Linked DNA regions of Zea mays: region 2 is linked to region 1. A link is a contact called in public Hi-C data. All regions are on one chromosome and are shown on one strand. Each heading gives the region's core, a stretch centred on a gene start, on an enhancer-like site or on the middle of the called end of the contact. The rest is flanking DNA. Distances are from core to core; before and after follow the strand shown. Region 1 holds the start of LOC103636567 (chaperone protein ClpB2, chloroplastic-like). Region 2 overlaps LOC103636617.

Region 1 (3,566 bases), core at 22-2,521:
GTCGGAGCAGAGCAGTGAGCAGAGGCGAGCGCCGAAGCTGAGTAGAGGCGAGCGCAACAGAGGGCAGAGGGTAGGGCCACCGGAGTTGAGCAGAGGCGAGCGCATCAGAGGGCAGGGCCACCGGAGCTGAGCAGACAGCAGAGGCGAGCGCAACAGAGGGCAGGGCCACCGGAGCTGAGGACCACCGGAGCAGAGGGCAGGGCCGCAGGGCAGCAATGGAGCAGAGTGTGAGAGGGGGCAGAGGCGACGACTTAGGGTTTCTATTGTGTGGCGGCTTAGGGTTTCTACTATGCGGCGGCACAGTGGCAGACAATAGAGCTTGTTTCTACTGTGGACTGGAGAGTGGAGACAGTGGGCCGCCAACCCATATAATGATATAACAGAGGACACTTTTTTTACAGGTCCAAACTTGGCACAAGCTAGTCGGACATGGCACCTAGTCGGCCGACTAATTGCGATTAGTTGCCAACTAGGACGATTAGTCGTCACCTAGTCGCCCTAATCGAGTCGTCCATGCTAATCGTGCTCTACCAGGCGATAAGGCCGACTAATCGCGATTAGTCAGACGACTTTAAAACCATGGTTCAAAAAATAGATTAATATAGGACGTTACTAGTGAGAGTGCAGTATAGAGCACATAATTTTTTAAATGATACTATAAAGAGCAAAAGAAATAGGGAAGAGAATTTATGTGTTGTTTGGTTCACGAAATGTAACATAAATAATAATGGTAATAATTCACACTCGAATACCGGTGGTAATAAGTTTGAATAAGTCGGTATTCATTTCTAGTGTGGTATCAATTACAGATAGACTTAAACAAATATAATTTAACGTTATTGGTTACCCATTATATTACCAATACGTGAACCAAACGATACCTTTAAAGTATCTTGCCGGAGAAAATTAAGTACGATCTTATTAAAATCTAACAAAGACTCTTTATTATTATATATACATTTAGAGAACATGAGCGAAAATAAACTAAGATACAATTTTAGTTTTTTTAATATTAGATATGGATTTTAGGATTTAGTAGATTAGATTAGATATATATGAAAAAGGGAATGCAGCAAGAGGCGGTGCGACTCCAAATCACCCACCCGAGCGCATAGACACAGATCCCGGCCGTCCAGCGCGAGATCCGACGGCGCCGCGCTCGCAGAGCACGCGCCCCACCCCTTCTATTCCGGTCCTTCCTTTCCCTATCGTCTTCCTCCCCTTCTCCACTCCACGGAAGTGCTCGTTGGCACCTGAACCTCCCAGAACCTCCTCCTCCGCTTGTCTCCACCCTCCACGCCGCCACCGATTTATACACGCTTCGTCCCGCCCCGCCGCGACCTTCTGTTCCATACCATGCCATACCATTTCTCCTGATAAACCATCCAATCCAGAGTTCCATTCCAGTCTGAATTGCTCCTCCTACCTTCTGATAAGCAATCACGATTGTGCCATCAACACTACAGCGCCCCACCATGGCCGCCGCGCCGCCTCTGTCCGCCGACGCACTTTCCTTCCTAACCTCCGCCCCCGCCGCGGCCGCGGCCGTGCCGACGCCGGTCGTAGCCGCGGCGTGGGGCGCGGCGAGGGCGGGTCATGTGAGGGGTAAGGCGGGACTAAGGACGACGGGAGGAGGAAGGGGCGGGGTACTGGCTCCGGTGGTCGGGAAGAGGCTCTGCCGGACGCCGCTCTCCGTTCGCTGCAACGCCACCAGCCGGGACGGCAGGGTAGGGACCCGTTTTCCTTGCCTTCATTTTCAGTCCGATTTTGCGCACTTCTTTTTCTTTGATTTCATTTTACAGAAATATACTGGCTTGTTCCGTTTTCAATTCCTAATGTCACGGTCGTTGTACATGTAATACAGCCATCGATGCATTTATTTATGTTCCATTTCTCATTAACGAAAAGTAGTTTTCATAGCATTTATACTACTGATACTCTTTTGATGAAGAGCCAGGAAATTGTATATTTTTTTCACACACACACATATTTCTCACTCGTCAGCACCTATCCCGCTGACAGATTACACAACAAGAGTTCACTGAGATGGCGTGGCAAGCAATTGTCTCATCCCCTGAGGTGGCGAAGGAGAGCAAGCACCAGATTGTGGAGACTGAGCATATGATGAAATCCCTGCTGGAGCAACGGAATGGCCTTGCCCGCCGCATTTTTTCTAAGGCAGGAGTTGATAATACAAGGCTTCTTGATGCCACGGAGAAGTTCATCCAGAGACAGCCTAAGGTGCTTCGTCCTCAACACACTCCGATTCTGTTGATATTCACATGCAGTTTGTCTTAGCAAGATTAATGCATCTTACTATGAACTCGGAATAATGATCAGAGAACTGGAAAAACATTTTTCCCACTTCAATAAACTCAACATTCTTCAATATCTTTCTATATATTGCTTTTCGTTGAAACAAAAAACAAGGAATTTCCATTCATAGTTGTCTTACGTTCTGTTTAATGATTCAGGTATTAGGTGAAGAACCTGGATCTATGTTGGGGCGTGACTTAGAAGCTCTGATACAAAGAGCCCGGGACTTCAAGAAAGAGTACGGCGATTCATATGTCTCAGTTGAGCATCTAGTCCTTGGCTTTGCTGAAGATAAGCGGTTTGGGAAACAGCTGTTCAAGGATTTTCAGATTACTGTGAAGACGTTGAAATCAGCCATTGAATCGATTAGAGGGAAGCAAAATGTAATCGATCAAGGTATGAGTTCCCCCTACTTGCAATGCTGGCATTAACATGCTTGCAACTTCTATCCTCTTCCTCTGTCTGTGCTCCATAAAATTGCATGATGTGACCTATATTCCTGTAAATTGCACAAAGAAAATGGCAAGTAATGAAGCGTCTGCTGAAGTAGACATCACCTTTCCATGCATAATTGATATGAAATTTTTTACCTTGAACTCCTGTGTCCCTCTGATACAACAGAAGATATTTTCACATAAAAAATTAAAAATATGTGTTTTCAATAGATCCTGAGGGAAAGTACGAAGCTTTGGAGAAATATGGAAAGGATCTGACAGCTATGGCACGTCAAGGGAAGCTTGATCCAGTTATTGGAAGAGATGATGAGATTCGAAGATGTATACAGATTTTATCACGAAGAACAAAGAACAATCCAGTTCTGATTGGTGAACCTGGTGTAGGGAAAACAGCTATAGCTGAAGGGTTGGTAAACAATGCTTTTTACACAACATATCATTGATTATCGAAATAATTCCCTTAACTTGATTTTTTGTTTCTTGTTTAGGTTAGCTCAGAGGATCGTTCAAGGAGATGTCCCACAAGCTCTGACAAACCGTCGAGTAAGTTATTCTGTATTACGTATTTATGTTCTTCAAGGTCAAGCATATTTTGGATTCTCTGCTAAATTATTGAAGAATTTGTTCCACATGTATTATGATATTTTGTAATAGTTCTAGAGTACATGTAGTGTTATCCCCCAATTAGACGTTTATATAAGTTAAAATCTTCAGCTATCCTTGAACATTTTTTTATGTTGCAACTGATATTAATTTTGAGAAGAGATGATAAATGAGCATGCTTGGATTGCAAAG
Region 2 (3,962 bases), core at 828-3,327, 530 kb after region 1:
GCTAGAATAAACAAAATAGCAGTTTGCAAACACAAAAATAGGTACAAGTCACTACTCATCACTGGCTTAGGATTACAACAGCAACCATCCACTAGTTCGGCACTGGCAGAACTACATAGATGGGGGAGAAGGGGGGAGCAGGAGGAACCTTGAGATAACGAGCTCATCTCGTCAATGGTGTTGCAGTAGCCGCTGGTAGCTGGACTGGAGCAGGCTAGCAGCCAAGCAGGCTGAGGGGTGCAACCGGTATCTGGACTGGAACAGGCGAGCAGCCAAGCAGGCGGAGGGGCGCAACCGGTATCTGGACTGGAGCAGGCGAGCTGCCAAGCAGGCAGAGGGGCGCAGGCGCCATTGAATGGAGCAGGACAGCAGGGGGCACAGGTGAGCAGCTGCCGGTGATGGAGATCTAGGCATGGTTCTTAAAGCGGTAAAACTTTAAAACGTTATGAACCACCTTTTTAACATTTAAACGTTTAAACGAACGTTGAAACGTCTTTTCAGACATTACATAAAGTTTAAAATTTCAATTATAGAATGTGTTCATACATAAGTTAAGTACTTGAGTTCACAAAACAAAATGAAACAGATCAAGTTCAACCACACAAGTTACAACTTGTATATATGATCGGTAACCATAAACTCTTGGTGACTGAAAGTCTGAAACTAGGGAGGGCGTCACTGTCTGAACTGGAAGACTGAACCTGGAACTCTTGATGATTGAAAGTCTAAAACTAGGGAGGGTGGCACTTCACTGGCCTGGCAGCGCTGGACTGTTGGAGGATGGAGAGGGAGGAGGGGGCAGAGGAGAGGAGGGAGGCTGTCGGCACTGGACGCCTGGCAGCCCTATGTATTTTTTGGCCTGTGAAAGGCCCAATAGCACGTAGAACGTCCTGATCACGCCTAGAACATCCGAAAACGAGAAAACGACGTTTAAGCGACGTTTAAACGTGATAAACGGACGTGCTACGCGTTTTTGCTAAAACGACCGGACGTTCTAAACTCTAACCACGTTTTGTTGTTTAAACGACGCTTAAACGACGTTTAAGCGATGTTTTAATAACAATGGATCTAGGGCGCAGCCGCCGGTGCTGAAGATCTGGGGTGCAGCCGCCGGTGCTGGACGTCGGGCAAAAGAGAGGAGGCACATACCAGCATGGGTTTTGGCGGCTATGTATTGGCAGAGGAGAGGCCAGGCTAAAAGATCCTATAAATCGGGCGATTAGTCGCCCTAATCGACGACTAGTCGGATGACTAGGGCGACCAGTCTAATCGAGTCATCTAGCTAGTCGTGACCAACCCGACTAATCGCGATTAGTGGGACGACTTGAAATCATTGGGCTGTTGCCTAACATACCTGCTTTTAATACATCTGTAAACTGTCCAGTCCGGTTTTTTATGGTATAATCATGTAATTATGTCAATACATGATATGCTGCAAATTTAAAGGGTTTGCCCAGTGATTTAGGCAGTGGGTGCAGAAGTGTCATATAGAGTACAACACTAGCACCAAGTTAGCAGTCACTGAACAGTACCCTGGTTCATATTGAGAGAATAGGGATACGACCAAAACTAGTCAGGAACATAACTGACGTTAGCTAGGTAAGAACTCAGCAACAACAAAGCCTTTTAGTCCCAAGCACGTTGAGATAGTCTAGAGTTGAAACCCATTATAAACCACAAGTCAAGGTTCAAGCATATGGATAGCTGTTTTTATGCACTCCTATTCATTACTAAATCTTAAGTTATATTTCATCCTTTCAAGCTGTTAGACATGTTCAAACTATCTCCGCCGGTGTTGGATAAACTTTTCTTCACGGTGCTATCCCTAGTCTATCATGTATATCATTATTTCGGACATGATCACCAATGATTTCAAGTCGTCCGACTAATCGCGATTAGTCGGGCAAGTTGGTTTTGTTGATGCGACTAGGAAGTCTGACCCGATCTGCTCTGGTTGTTTGACTAATCGTCGACTGAGCGCGATTAGTTGTCCAATTTGGGTGGGGACAACTAGGATCTGTTTTTGCCGTGGACTCCTGGTTGTGGCCCAGTTTGGGTGGGAACGACCAATGGGCTGGTAATAGGGCCCATTAGTGTTAGGGTTTAGTAAAACCTGCTGCTACCCTCTGCCCATCTCCCTGTTCTACCAGCAGACTGTTTGATTCCGGCGGCTGCCCTCTCCTTGTTCCTCAACGGCGGATGCCCTCTCCTTGTTCTTCAATGGCGGCTGCCCTCTCTTTGTTCCTCAACGGTTGCAGCCTCCTTGGCAGCGGCCAGCAGCCTGCACAGCGGCAAGATGAGTACATTGTCTGAACTCTGAAGGTACCTTTCATCGCTGCACCACTCTGTGATCTGTTCCCCTCTGTTCATCTCTCTCTACATCACTGCACCTGCACAACCCTCAATTTCTTTCATTCTTTCATTCTTTGTGTTGGTGACTGGTATGACTGATGTTCTGAAATCTGAATTCTGATTTGTCCAGTTCTAGTATTCAATATTTAAATTTGCTATGTTTGGTATTGCCTCCTATATGCTATATTGCTATATATATTTATATATTTTTTAGATAATGGAAACATATTCCGACCTTGACCTCTAGAGAGGCTACGGCCAACGTTTACAACTGAAGGCAGCTTACTGCCTTGACAAAACACACGATTGCACCCAAGACCACCTATGACAAGACCAAAGGTACTACAACGTTAATCGCCAAGCAGCTCCCCATCCGAAATTGCGAAAAAACTTTAGTAGCACCATCTCCATCTTGCGACATGAAGATTTTATTAACTCTTGGTCCTCCATCTTAAGCTGTAGCTGTGCCCAGAAGCGACACCAATATGTTGCCCTGAAGGTTACCTGCAGACAAGATTTAGGAGAAGATTTATTGAAAGTCACATCATTCCTGCTTAACCAAATGGCCCAGCAAATTGCAGATGCTGCAGTTAGTAGTAAACGACGTGATTTGACTGATAGCACCCTTGCCCAGTCCCCAAACAAATCGTTTGCATCCCGAGGTGGTCTCAACCCTGTGCTTATCTGAACCAAACGCCAGATGAAAGACGCATAAGTACACCTGAAAAACAGGTGATTTATTGTCTCCAGTCTGCTACAAAAGCAACAGGTCTGATTACCAGGCCAATTCCTCCTGGCCAAGTTATCCTTTGTTAAAGTTACACCTCTTTTGAGGTACCACATAAAAACCTTTATTTTCAGAGGTATCTTAAGCTTCCAAAGGTCCTTGTTATCCCTAACCGCCCCATTGTTAAGAATTGCCTGATACAGGGACTGAACAGAGAACAACCCATTAGCAGTCAGGTCCCATCTGAATGAATCCCTGTTAGTAGTCAAATTAGTATACGCCACCAACGTCACTAGTTGAAACCATTGAGCCCTCAACTGGTGCACCAATCCCCTACGGAATGATATGTTTAAGGGTACTGTGGAGAAGACAAAGGCAACAGTTGAATTCTTCATCCTTGCAAGATTATACAAAAGAGGAAATTGGAATTTTAGCGCTCCCAACCCAAGCCAATTGTCCTCCCAGAAACGCGTTTGGGACCCATCTTTTACCTGAAAGGTACCTTTACTCATGAATAGATCCTTAATCTTCATAAGGCCACTCCAAAAGTGAGAATCCGAAGCCCGACGTTGTGCTTGGGAAAGAGTTCGATTGGCCAAATATTTCCGTCTCAGCAACGATTGCCACATTCCTTCTTCATTGAGAAGTTTATACAACCATTTACTTAAGAGACATTTATTTTGAATCTCTAAATTCAAAATGCCTAACCCGCCTAACTCTTTAGGTTGGCAAATTACATCCCATCTTGCCAAACTATATTTTTTCTTATGGCCATCACCTTGCCAAAAAAACGTGATCTGAAATAATCTATTTTCTCTAGCACCCCTTTTGGTACTTCAAAGAAAGACATCATAAAAATCGCAAGACTGGTTAGAACAGAATT

Evidence for each region. Hi-C and Micro-C count contacts between places; a contact is called where the count stands out from the background.
Region 2: a contact with region 1 is called in a Hi-C map of ear, with 2.4 times the contacts expected there. The contact joins the enhancer-like site here to the promoter of LOC103636567 in region 1. A contact is called at or near these places in 2 of 25 Hi-C or Micro-C datasets (ear and tassel).

The regions. Positions count from the first base shown.
Region 1 is chr1:75,275,952-75,279,517 of Zm-B73-REFERENCE-NAM-5.0, forward strand. LOC103636567 (chaperone protein ClpB2, chloroplastic-like) reads left to right here and starts at 1,272. Exons shown (of 10, transcript NM_001347043.1): 1 at 1,272-1,727; 2 at 2,023-2,241; 3 at 2,475-2,712; 4 at 2,982-3,177; 5 at 3,260-3,314. The coding sequence starts at 1,476.
Region 2 is chr1:75,807,859-75,811,820 of Zm-B73-REFERENCE-NAM-5.0, forward strand. All of the region lies in intron 3 of LOC103636617, which reads left to right. Among protein-coding and RNA genes, the nearest start is that of LOC103636617, 13 kb to the left of the region's middle. Within about 2 kb of position 2,078, at least 4 of the 20 cell types and tissues checked have an H3K27ac peak or open chromatin away from gene starts, as enhancers often do. A contact at or near this core is called in ear, where this site is marked.